4 separate regions of the Mus musculus genome follow, and all the other regions are linked to region 1. The links are chromatin contacts, called in public HiChIP or PLAC-seq and promoter capture Hi-C maps. All regions are on one chromosome and are shown on one strand. Each heading gives the region's core, a stretch centred on a gene start, on an enhancer-like site or on the middle of the called end of the contact. The rest is flanking DNA. Distances are from core to core; before and after follow the strand shown. Region 1 holds the start of Crybb3 (crystallin, beta B3). Region 2 holds the start of Srrd (SRR1 domain containing). Region 3 overlaps Sez6l (seizure related 6 homolog like). Region 4 holds the start of Cryba4 (crystallin, beta A4).

Region 1 (2,700 bases), core at 93-2,592:
ACCGGGGACAACAGGCATCGCTTCCGGTTTTTTTGTTTTTGTTTTTGTTTTTTTGTTTTTTTGTTTTTAAAGATGAAGCTGTCAGCACCCAGAAACACCAAGCAACTCAAGCGAGGTCACACAGGAAAGGCGGAGCTTGAAGCCCACATCCCCCGAAGCCTGGTGCCCGGGAACTCCACTGGGTCAGTTGTAGCCCTCAGCCCTGGGCTCTAGGTCCCATCAAGATCCAGCCAGGTACCTTGTAGCTGCCCCCAAGGCCTCCATGGCTCTTGCCAGCTGCAGCCTGCTCAGGTGCTCCGTGCTGCTCCGCCATCTCTCTGGGGATACTTCTGCCTCAAACTGGAGGAGAACCAGGTCACCAGCTGCGGCCAGCAGGATCAGGGACTGGTGGGTTCCCACCCAAACAGCACTGAGGGCCAAGATCTATAATCAGTCAACAAACACCTCCTGGACACCTGCTTTGGGCCACGCATCTGGGCCAGTCAGTGGGACTGGGGAATCCCAGAGGCCCAGTAATGAAAGACCAGTTTACTGAGAACACAGGGAAGAAAGGACTTAAACTGGATGGCACTCTCCCCCCACCCCACACACACAACCAAATGCTCCCTGTAAAGGGCTGGGTATCTCTATGGGCTCTCTGCAGCCTCAGTGCCCAGGACTGGACCTCAGGACAGCCAGGGTGGACAGCAGACCACAGCAGGCAGGAAAAACAGACGGACTGAGCAGCCATTAAATGGGCCAGGTCTTTGGAAACCATCCCTGACCGTGAAGCTGACTATTGAGTGCTTACCGTGTTCTAGGCTCTCGCATAGTGGACCCTGGAAGTCTCTCTTAGCCTCAGGAGGCAGAGACCTAGGACACAGGTCTGCAGACATTTGCTCGCCAGCAAGGGTGTATGGGCGTGCACACACATGCACTGTCCTGCACAACACCTGTCCCCGACTGACCCGCTCCTCCCTCATGACACACTTGTGTGAGGTCCAGCAGCTTCTGCTCTGTATCTAACCTGCATCATTAGGACATGGGCCTTGGCCCACTTCATGGGGATGACCGGGTATTCCCTTTCTCAGAGCTGCCCACTCCTTGGTCCTCAGCCCACACAAACAATTGGGACCCAGCCTCGTGCTCAGACCCGCAGACAATACAGTTCACCAGCTCTGTCTGTGGCTGGGCCTAGTTGGCAGGCTTGGTTCCTGGAGGTCACCCTCCCTACCCTCGAGTGAGCCAGACAAGGGCCATGCACACCAGAGAGACCCGAGGTTGCACCTTCCTCAACAGTACACTCCCCCCTGCCTCACCCAGTCCAGTACAAACCTGCTTCCAGGACCAGTTGTCTCCAGACTGGCGTGCCTCCAAGGCTGGCCTATTTATGGGCATGTTCTGTTGGCCCAGCACATTACGGGATGCTGAGATAGCATCCTGTCCACCCGATCCTGTCCGGGCCATTTCATCCTAATGGTGTGTCCGGGAAGGCCCCCTAAGGCCAGTCACCTCTTGCACAAGTCTGATGACTTCCTGGGAACCGATGGCCTTTGCTGGCTTTGTGGGATGCTGGCCAGACTACACATGTCAATGATGAGACTGTGTTTGAAAGAGGCCACATCAGTTACTTGGGGGTCATAAAGCTGTTTGCTGTAGGCTCAAATCCTCAAGTCAGCCTACATCCCAATTTCGGATCCTTGGGGTGCCATTTTACAGATTCCACGACTGAGGCAAATCACTGAGTTCTTACGGTCAGAGCTACAAACTGAATTGAGTTTCAGTGTGTGAGTATGCATCGTGTATGTGGCTGAGTGAGCCTGGGTGCACACAGATGCCAGAAGAAGAGGCTGGTGCCCCCGCTTTACCCTGCTTTGCTGTATTCCCTTGAGACAGGGTCCCTCACTGAAAACGGAGCTAGATCCACAGCCAGCCCCAGCAATCTTCCTGTCTCCATCCCCAACCACTGACACAAAGTTTCTCTGTATAGCCCTGGCTGTCCTGGAACGCACTCTATAGACCAGGCTGACCTTGAACTCAGAAATCCACCTGCCTCTGCCTCCCAAGTGCTGGGATTAAAAGCGTGTGTCGTCACTGCCCAGTTCACCACTGGCTTTTCGTGGGGTGCTGGAGATTTGAACTCTGCTCCTTGTGCTTGCACGACCACTTAGCCATCGTCCCAGGCCCATAAACAAATGTACTGGTTAGCACTAAGTCACTGTGGCTAAAATGTCTGACAGAAACAAGGGTGGACAGTTTATTTTGGCTGGCAGTTTTAGACGACTGAAGCCAAGGTTGCTGGTTGCCACATATTTGTAGAGAGTGTCATGACATGGGGCGTGTAGTAGACAAAGTTCTTTGTTTTGAGGCAAGATACCGAAGCAAGGAGACGGACATGGGAAGGGGGCAGGGACAGGACGCTCTGGAGGACCAGACCCCAGCTGCTTCTTCCAGTCAGACCAGCTCCTAAAAGCTCCAGTTTCCAAAAATGGCACTTGCACTTCTGTCTGTCTGGAAGCCAGATGCTCTACGCATGAGATTGTGGGGGACATTCCGTGACAGTACAGGGTTTCTTCTTCCTGTAGCTCAGAGGCTGTATGCTGGCTTAGCACGAGGGAGGCCTGTGTTCCTCCACACAAATCAACCAGCCGCAGATCATCACTGACGGGGGCCAGAGGCAGGAGGATCAGGAATTCAAGAGTAGCCTCCATTGCAGGGTTG
Region 2 (2,700 bases), core at 182-2,681, 740 kb before region 1:
TTTAGGGACAAAGAGGAGAGAAACTGCCCCCAGGCGACCTACATTCTTCTAAGGAAAGAAGTGCCCGATAAATCAAAGTACTCTGTAATATTCTAAGTAGCCCTGAATCAGATTCTCTATGCTCAGGAGTGATAACCACACCCCTGGAAGGATGCTGGGAGAAGCAGGGCATTCTGGGAGATTCTGAAGCAGCTGAGGAAACAATGACTATCTGGTGTGCGCCTTGAAGAGTTCAGGTCCTAGACACCTATGTCTCACTAATCTCGAGACTTTAAGGCACTGCTTGCTTCTATCTGTCCTCTCAGCTGCACCGCCAGTAATTTATGTTCAGAGGTAACTTCTGGGTCACCAATGCTTTTTAAGTGTAACTTGCCCCCCTCATCACAGCCCTTCTGACCCATACAAAATGCTACCAACATTTCTAACTTAGCCCTGTAAGACCAAAACTAGAAAAGGCAAGAACACGGTGTAGCCTGTGTATGGTGGGCACCGTCTATGTGCCCTGTAAGAAGGTACAGACCAAGTGCTGGGGAGATGGATGTAACATAATAGAGTACATGATAATGATTAGGTGGAAGCATGGGGTTTGAAGTCACCAAGGCCTGGGCCTGAAACAATGATCTTTGTATGTCTCTCGGAGTGCCCAGGATTCCAGTGAGCCTGTGAAATACATAGGCTGCAAAAGTCTGCGCACACAGCTGCTGCTCAGTAAACCATTGATGCAAATGTTGACATCTGTGTTTGCTGCAACCTCGATTTACAATACGGATAATAACCAATGTGGTGTGTGGCCCACAGCAAAGACGGGATATCCTCCAATTCAGGGCTGCTGGGCTAGCCTAAGCTATAGTACAAGATCCCGCCTCCAAATCCAGAGCTGATGATTTATAGGGTAAAGGTTCTTGCCACCAAGCCTCACATTTGAGTTTGATTGTCCTAACCTATGCAGTGAAAGCAGAGGTCTTCTGAGCACCTTCTGACACCCTCCTCCCCCACCTCGAGCTTGGGTGCCAGGGAGTGCTCTACAGTCACATCACACAATCCTCTGAGCATCCCTACGTAATGCTTAAACCCCCATCTCAAAGGTGGCAGACAGGGACACAGGATGATAAACTGCCGCAGCCGCAGCGAATGGGAATGGCAGCTTTACTGAGAGCTTGCTACAGTGACACCGGAGGGAGAACTCAGCCTTTCCCAGCGGGTTGGCACACCCATTTCCAGGTTAGGGACACTGAGGCTGGAGTTGCCTCTCGGCGCTGCACTCACTCGGCCTCCCGCAGGCGGCGTAGCACCGCTTCGCCGTCCGCCTCCGGCTCGGCCCGGGGCCCCTCGCCCGGCCGCGGTCGCCTTCCCGCCGCGCGCTTCCTCCTCCGCGGAGCCACCGCGCTCCAGGGCTCGAGAGCCGCCGCCGCCATGCTCTGACGTCAGCAGAGTGCGCCAGAGCGGCCGCCGTGCCGCCGACGTCACAGGCTGCGTCACACCTCACGTCATCGCCAAGCCCCCACCGGCGGGAGGTGGGTCCGCGCGTGATCGCGGGGCTGCCGGGCGGGCGCAGGTATCGGGGGTTTTCCCGCGGGCGGCCAGACAGAGCCCGGGGTCCCGGTGGGCGGGCGGGCGGGCGAGCCTGATCCACGCGATCGGGCCGCAGGGTTCGGGGCTCCTGACCAGCGAGGGACTTCCCTCCGTCCCCGCGCGCACCCGCACTGTCCCCCTGCCTGTACTCTTAGGGTGTCATGGCCTCTTTAGGTCCCTTACACAATCACTGACCTCATCGGGACCTTTGAGAACTCGCTGTTAGGTCCTCCGAGCAGGCCTCAGGGAATGGGAGGGGTGGTTCCAGGAACAGAGATGCCCTGCACAGTGTGCTCGCCCTGTGTTTGCTGCAGAACGAGGTGTGTGTAGTTGAGGTGACTGATATTTAAGAGGCCTTTTCGGGTTCGTGGGGGATGCCCCTCGGGCACTTCCTTCTTCCTAAGAGAGTTTACTCGCTTTTAAGAGAGGGTCCTGCTTTGTAGCCATAGCTTGCCTGGAACTCAGCAATCTGCCTGTCTATTTCCAGTGCGCTGGGATAAAAGGCCTAAACTACCATGCCTGGCTCCCTCCCTAAGAGACTTCAACGTACTATTTCCACAGGTGGCAGATTGTGGCCAGCTTTAGAGATCCTGTCCTTGAAGGAATTAACCAGAAAAGTGGGATTAAGACTATAGTCTTAATGAAGCCAGGTGGTGGTGGCGCACACTTTTAACCCCAGCACTTGGGAGGCAGAGACAGCCTGAGTCTACAGAGTGAGTTCCAGGACAGCCAGGGCTATACAGAGAAACCCTGTCTCGAAAAAACAAACAAACAAATAAACAAAACAAAACAAAGACTATAGATGAAAATGACGGAAGGCTTGTCAAGGAAAAGGATTAAATTATTTTTGTGTTTCCTCCCAGTGTTATCCACACAGTGAAATAAGACTGTCAGAAAATTTCAGCCTCGTGGATAGTAATTTTAATGCCTGTACCACCTGTTTCTGGACAGTTCTCTTGGAGGAGCGAAGAATCAGAGTGAGGCCAAGACTCTTTTCTGGCAGAGTATTCCATGATACACTGAGTTGTCTTCCCCTCTGTCAAAGTTCTCTCTTGCACTCTGAAGGGCTGCGCACATTCTGATTAGGCTCCTGAGTGCCAGTTCCTTAATTTTGGGACCATTTGACTG
Region 3 (2,700 bases), core at 192-2,691, 530 kb before region 1:
TTTGGGTGGAGATCTTGATTCGAGCACCCAAATTCCCATCATGCCCGCAGGAGGAGTCATGGGGGAAATCAAAGGTAAAGTTCTAGAACCCACTAGCAGGGTGGGGTCTGGCCACCTGTACATTTAAAAACGTCTGCAGCTCCTTGTAGAATCAAGAATGACTAAATTAAAAGACTTCAGTGGGAGGGCTTTCTATAAATCAGTTCCTCATTTACCTAGTATGCAAATCAGATGTGCCTGTCATGAATATTCATAGTCCCATCGCTGCGAGAAGTTGCTCTGACCCTGTAGTTCCTTCTTGTTATGATTTAAACGTTCCTTCAAAATTCAAACTCAAGGCCCAATGGGAGAGTACTGTGTGAAGTGGCGGGGTGGGGGGTGGGGGCTTGAGGGGTGATTGTAACCCTCCCTGGCCTTTTGGCTTCTTCAACAGTCAGAGCACTTGTCCCCTCCAGAGGACACAGCAGTAACATGACACCTTGGAAGGAGAAAGTCCTGTGGAAGCTCACAAGTTTGCCTCGCCAGTCCAGCGTGGGTGAGAAATTCATTTCTATGGTTTACAAACACCTCAGTCTCTGATACTTTGTTGCAGTGGTGGGTTCCTGCCTGCCAAATCTTGTATCTGTTTGTCTTGCCATCTCTTCCACCCACAAGCTTTAGAAGTTCGTGTCTACTCGAGGCCACCACAGGAATCCCCTGCTCAGTTGTTGTCCTTGGCCTCATCTTCCTGACACTGGACATGTACAGGATTCCCCCCCACCCCCCGCCCGAACACTTTCAGCTTTCTGTCCACTAGATTTTGGCTGCAGTCTTGAACAACTCTGCAGGCTGGTTTGATCATGAAGGATACCACCATTACCCACACTGAGCCCATTTCCCAGAAGAGAACAGTGAGGTGCACAGTGAACGGACCCACACGTGGTTCACTCCATCCTATCTCTAATACTGCACCTCGGAGGAGAGGCAGATTTATCTCTGCTCAGGATGTATCTGGGAGCCGGGAGCCAGGACCCAGCCAGTGACAGGAGCTACACCAGCCTGTCCCACTTTGCGGCAGCCCAGCTCTGAGCTGGGTCAAAGTGCTGTCATCCGATTGATCCCTTTCAGGAATCTACAGAGGGAGATGTAGCCATGGGTTGCCTGGGAATTCCATGCATACATACGAGGAAGAAACCCAGTGGTCTCATTTGCTCCATTCTCGGAACTGGCTCATTTTTAGATGGGGTCATAGCAGCTTCAAGGCTACCCCAAGGCTATGGTCACGTCTAAGTCACCAGGTCCACTGGAGACAGGAAACATCAAGGTGAAAATGCCTCCATTACTGAAGAAACCCTGTTCCATTTAGGAAAAAAATAAGTGTTTCTCTTTTATATTATGTAACTCCGGGAGGCAGTTGCTTAGCAACGGAGCCCAGTTGGCTGGGCCGGGAGTGGTTATTAACTCTTCCCACAGTCAGTTGACATTGGGTCTCCCTGGAAGGCCACCAACCACCCCATTTCCATAACAGAACACTCACGCCTTTCATTTGTCCCTATGCCAGCGCCAGCGAATGGTTCTGGTCACTTTGCCCCAGAACTGCAGATCTCTCTTTCTCGAGGGAGGAGGTACATGCAGCCCTCTGGAGAGAGTCTCCACCCGCTAGAGAACCATCAAGAACCCACTGGGCCGTGTTGATTGGAACAGAACAGCTGGCAAGCAGCCAAAGCCATGTGTACAGGTGATTGTGGGATAAACACCAGCGGAGACGAAAGAGCATTCACTATGTGTGGAGACCAAGGTTAAACAGTGAGGATTAACAGGGAACTGGGTAGCCTGTGCCCCTCCCCAGTGTCCCTCCCCCTGTTTCCGCCCACAGACCACCCACGTGACTCTCCCACGTAACCCGCCCACAACCCCACCCATGTGACCCTCCCATGGGCTCCTCCCACACCCCCATGGCCCCTCCCATGGAACCCTCCCATGTGCCCATTTACATTGGATGAATTGGAATGAAGGGATAGATGGCCCTGGGTGTGGTTGTGTGCACCTGTCAATCCGGCAGTCAGAAGGCCGAGGCAGGAGGATGGTGAAATTTGAGTTCAGCCTGGGTTACAGAGTGAGACCCTTTCTCAACAAAAGAAAACAAAACACGCAAGTGTAGAGGGGGGAAAAATCCAAAAACGGGATTCTGGTTGCTGCAGCGGCTTTGAGGGGAAAGCGGGTAGAGGTGCGTACCCACATGTCAGGCTATCTGTGGGCACCCTGATTCGTCACTCTGAGGCATGGTCTCACTAGGAAGCTCAGGCTGGCCTGGAGCTCACAGCCCTCCCCTTAAGCTTTAGTGTTGGAATGACGCCATGCAGCGCGCATGCGTGAGATGCGCATGCGTAGTTCAGCGCTGCATGGCTAAGGATTGACTTTCTCCACCCAGGCCTGAGAAGAGCTCCTCAGACTCTCGGGTCTCCCTCTCTATACTCAATGGCAGCCTGATCAGGCCAATGTTCCTGCAGTGACGAGAACATACTTTCACATATTGTATCCGTGAACAGGTCTGTTAACTTCGGCCTGCCTCCTCCCCATGTCTGCACAGCTTCACACAAGTTCAAGCCATGGCTTCCCCCACCCCCACCTCGTCGAGATGTAGAAGATGCTTCTCGTTTGCATCTCTCCACCAAGCAGTTGAAATGAATCTCCAAAACTGAGCTGAGACCCACTCTGTGT
Region 4 (2,830 bases), core at 5-2,504, 830 kb before region 1:
GAGCAAGGTGGACCGTGGGATCCTGGACAGCACAATTTTGTCTCCACCCTTGACTGTCATTAGGTAAGAAAACAAGCAGAGCTTCCATTTCCCAAAGCCTTCATCAAAGGCTTTTATGTGGCTCCGCTATATTATTTTTTGTGAGACAAGATCTCGCAAGACCCAGGCTGGCCTTGAGCCTACGAGCTTCCTTCTGCCTTTACTTCCCCAATGCTAGGGCAGGCATAAGCTATCACACCCAGATTTTAGTTTCCCTTTGCAAAGCCAAGCACGGCCAGAGAAGCACAGTAGAATGATTGTGTGCCAGGACTCAAGGGTGGGGACCAACTCGGGTTGCGTGCCTCAGGCAGGTTGCCCCCTAGTCTGAGCCTTGGGCTCAAGGCAGTCAGTAGCCCTCCTGCAGGATGATGGGGTTCAATGAAGTTGTTGTAAGAGGTTCTTAGATGTCGACTTCCTTCCCTCCCCTCCCAGGGTACTCCCTACCCTCCAGTGTCCAGCTGACTTGGTGCACTGCAGGGTCATGTTGGCACGGTCCTACAGAGAGAAGAACACAGTCACCTTCCATCTGGTTCCCAGCAGCATCTCTGACTGAAGGCTGACTTGGACAGTGTCAGAATCAAGATGGGTCTGGGTATCCCAGGACGGGGGCGATCCTTCTCCCACCCCACCCACGTGCAAACAGCACCAATCTCAGCCACATCTGGGTGCCATTGTCTCCAGCCCAGCTCACAGTGGACTGCAGTGCCAGATGAGTGGAGAGAGGTGGATGAATCACACACATGCACACACAGACACACACCCACATGCACATGTGCACAATCACACACATACACAAGTTCACACATGCACACTCACACACATGCACACATACATACAGGCACATACATACATGCATACATACATACATACATACATACATACATGCATGCGCACACACACACACACACACACACACACACACACACACAAGTGAGTGCACACACACACCAAAACAAAGTGCAGTGCTAGCCTAGTGCGTGGCTCTCATAGTGGACACACAGGTCACAAAATGATAGGGGAGGGGGATCTTGGCATTTAACTAAGAGTCACAGGCAGCAGTCTGACACACTTGTAGACTTCCTGGGATGTGATGGCATTCAGGGTTAGCCAGTGACATCCCCAAGATTGATATTGTAGGATGATGCCACCAGAGAGCTCGGCCCCACTCCTGTCTCCCTCTCATACTTACCAAGAAGGGCCCAGAGCACACGTCAGAACCAGAACCAGACAAGGTCAGGGCTCTTATAGGCAGGAAAGGAACAGGGGCCCCAAGGGACAAACACAGACTCAGCAAGCCAGAGATAGAAACAAAAGCCAGTCCTGGCCAAGGCCCAGAGTGGACATGTCAGCAGCTCTGCCTTTAGTGGGGAAGGACTGGTGGCTTGCCCAGGGTCAGCACTAGGGAATATGAGGGGTAGATAGCCTATTTCCATTGGTTCCACAGGACTCCTGTCCAGGACTAGGGACCCAACATCATCTTGATGGTGGGTGTCCTTCTGTCTGTCTGCATGATAGGACAGACAGAAGCCAGATCATAGAGTTCTGTGCCTGCCCTCCTCCTTCACCTCACCTGCCCCTGCCTCTTCTAGCTGGACGTCACACTTTCACTTGAGGATACTCTTTGAAAAAGTGGAAACAATGTATACAGTAGCTTGGAAGTAACCGGTTCTAAGCAAAACCCTGGGGGCCTGGAGCAAGGGCTTTGGATAACAAATACCCAGCAGTACAACTCTTCTCAGGAGGTGAGAGTGGTGGTCAGGGCTAGAACCCATGCACTCCACAAGGCAGAAGCATCCAGGGCTGTGCATGCAGAAGCAAAGGGCGGGGCGGGGGGGGGGGGGGCGCTGCAGCTTGCTAGCATGCTTCCCAAAGCAGTGCATGCCAGATAAGCACCCAAAGCATATGGAATCCCCTGATCCCTGCCTCTGAGGGGTCCTGTTGCAGGAGAGGGTAGCATGGCAGGAGCGGCTTGTGGTAAAACTCAGCCTTGCTACTGGGTGACCCAGATAAAGAGCGAGTCCTTTGATGGCCAGGAAAATAGCAACATCTCTTCCTTCCTGGGATGTCAGAACAGTTGTCTCACGTTCAGGGCGTGGCGAAGGGTGGACCGGAAGGGTGGACCGGTGCAGTCTCCACAGCCAGTAGCCTGTGTCTGCATCCCGTGCCTGGGGGCTAATTACTTTTGAGCAGGTTCCCAGTGAATGCCTCTAAGCCTCAGTTGTGCTGTGAAATAAAAAAGACAAAGCTCAGTGGGGTACCTCCAAGCCTGACTTTAATCCTCAGGACCACAGGGTAGTAGGGAGAACTGACTCCTGAAAGTTACCCTCTGACCTTCTGACCTCCATGTGAGTGCACACACACACACACACACACACATGCTCTCTCACACCCTCACACTCTCACACACTCATACACTCACACAGTCTCACACACACTCACACACACACACTCACATACTCTCTCACACACTCTCACACACTCACACACACTCTCACTCTCTCTCTCTCTCACACACACAAACTTTAATGGTTAGCCTGAAAGCACAGGATGCTATGAACATAAATATGATAAATATGTTCCTGATGAAGAGTGCCTGTACCTGTTCTAAGAACAAAGGGAATTACCTGGGTCTTGGCCATGTTTGCCATCCTGGACAGCCATAAAATATAGTATTATTATGAATGGCAGTTCCCCAAAAGCAAGAGCTCACAGAGTCTGGAATGAGAGATGTGGGAAGGGACAGAGTCCACAGAGCAATGTGGTGGTGTACACTTGTAATCCCAGCACCTGG

The links. Promoter capture Hi-C pulls out the DNA fragments that hold promoters and counts their contacts. HiChIP or PLAC-seq counts read pairs in DNA pulled down with a chosen protein or histone mark.
Region 2: a promoter capture Hi-C map of neural stem cells shows a contact between it and region 1. The contact joins the promoter of Srrd here to the promoter of Crybb3 in region 1. A contact is called at or near these places in 17 of 39 promoter capture datasets (the 3T3-L1 cell line, the C10 cell line, the SN4741 cell line and 11 more), 5 of 484 Hi-C or Micro-C datasets (the HPC-7 cell line, cerebral cortex, cortical neurons and 2 more), 5 of 115 datasets of contacts at active chromatin or transcription factors (embryonic basal ganglia, embryonic forebrain, embryonic hindbrain and 2 more) and 2 of 9 other capture datasets (embryonic stem cells and pancreatic islet).
Region 3: an H3K4me3 HiChIP or PLAC-seq map of embryonic stem cells shows a contact between it and region 1, with 14 read pairs. The contact joins the enhancer-like site here to the promoter of Crybb3 in region 1. A contact is called at or near these places in 4 of 39 promoter capture datasets (cranial neural crest, embryonic stem cells, hippocampal neurons and 1 more), 2 of 115 datasets of contacts at active chromatin or transcription factors (embryonic basal ganglia and embryonic stem cells) and 1 of 9 other capture datasets (embryonic stem cells).
Region 4: a promoter capture Hi-C map of embryonic stem cells shows a contact between it and region 1, with 4 times the contacts expected there. The contact joins the promoter of Cryba4 here to the promoter of Crybb3 in region 1. A contact is called at or near these places in 16 of 39 promoter capture datasets (the C10 cell line, the HPC-7 cell line, HPC-7-derived erythroid cells and 10 more), 1 of 15 datasets of contacts at CTCF or cohesin (large pre-B cells), 1 of 484 Hi-C or Micro-C datasets (embryonic stem cells), 3 of 115 datasets of contacts at active chromatin or transcription factors (acute myeloid leukemia, large pre-B cells and pancreatic cancer cells) and 3 of 9 other capture datasets (adipose tissue, embryonic stem cells and embryonic tail).

What each region holds. Positions count from the first base shown.
Region 1 is chr5:113,080,242-113,082,941 of GRCm38.p6, forward strand. Crybb3 (crystallin, beta B3) reads right to left here and starts at 1,343. Exons shown (of 6, transcript NM_021352.3): 1 at 1,315-1,343; 2 at 239-409. The coding sequence starts at 313.
Region 2 is chr5:112,341,609-112,344,308 of GRCm38.p6, forward strand. It overlaps Srrd (SRR1 domain containing), which reads right to left and starts at 1,432. Exons shown (of 7, transcript NM_001359388.1): 1 at 1,267-1,432. The coding sequence starts at 1,415. Hps4 (HPS4, biogenesis of lysosomal organelles complex 3 subunit 2) reads left to right here and starts at 1,487. Exons shown (of 14, transcript NM_001359853.1): 1 at 1,487-1,555; 2 at 2,436-2,700.
Region 3 is chr5:112,550,645-112,553,344 of GRCm38.p6, forward strand. All of the region lies in intron 1 of Sez6l (seizure related 6 homolog like), which reads right to left. Among named protein-coding and RNA genes, the nearest start is that of Sez6l, 25 kb to the right of the region's middle. Within about 2 kb of position 1,442, at least 60 of the 459 cell types and tissues checked have an H3K27ac peak or open chromatin away from gene starts, as enhancers often do. A contact at or near this core is called in embryonic stem cells and hippocampal neurons, where this site is marked.
Region 4 is chr5:112,251,264-112,254,093 of GRCm38.p6, forward strand. It overlaps Cryba4 (crystallin, beta A4), which reads right to left and starts at 1,255. Exons shown (of 6, transcript NM_021351.2): 1 at 1,229-1,255; 2 at 484-534. The coding sequence starts at 522.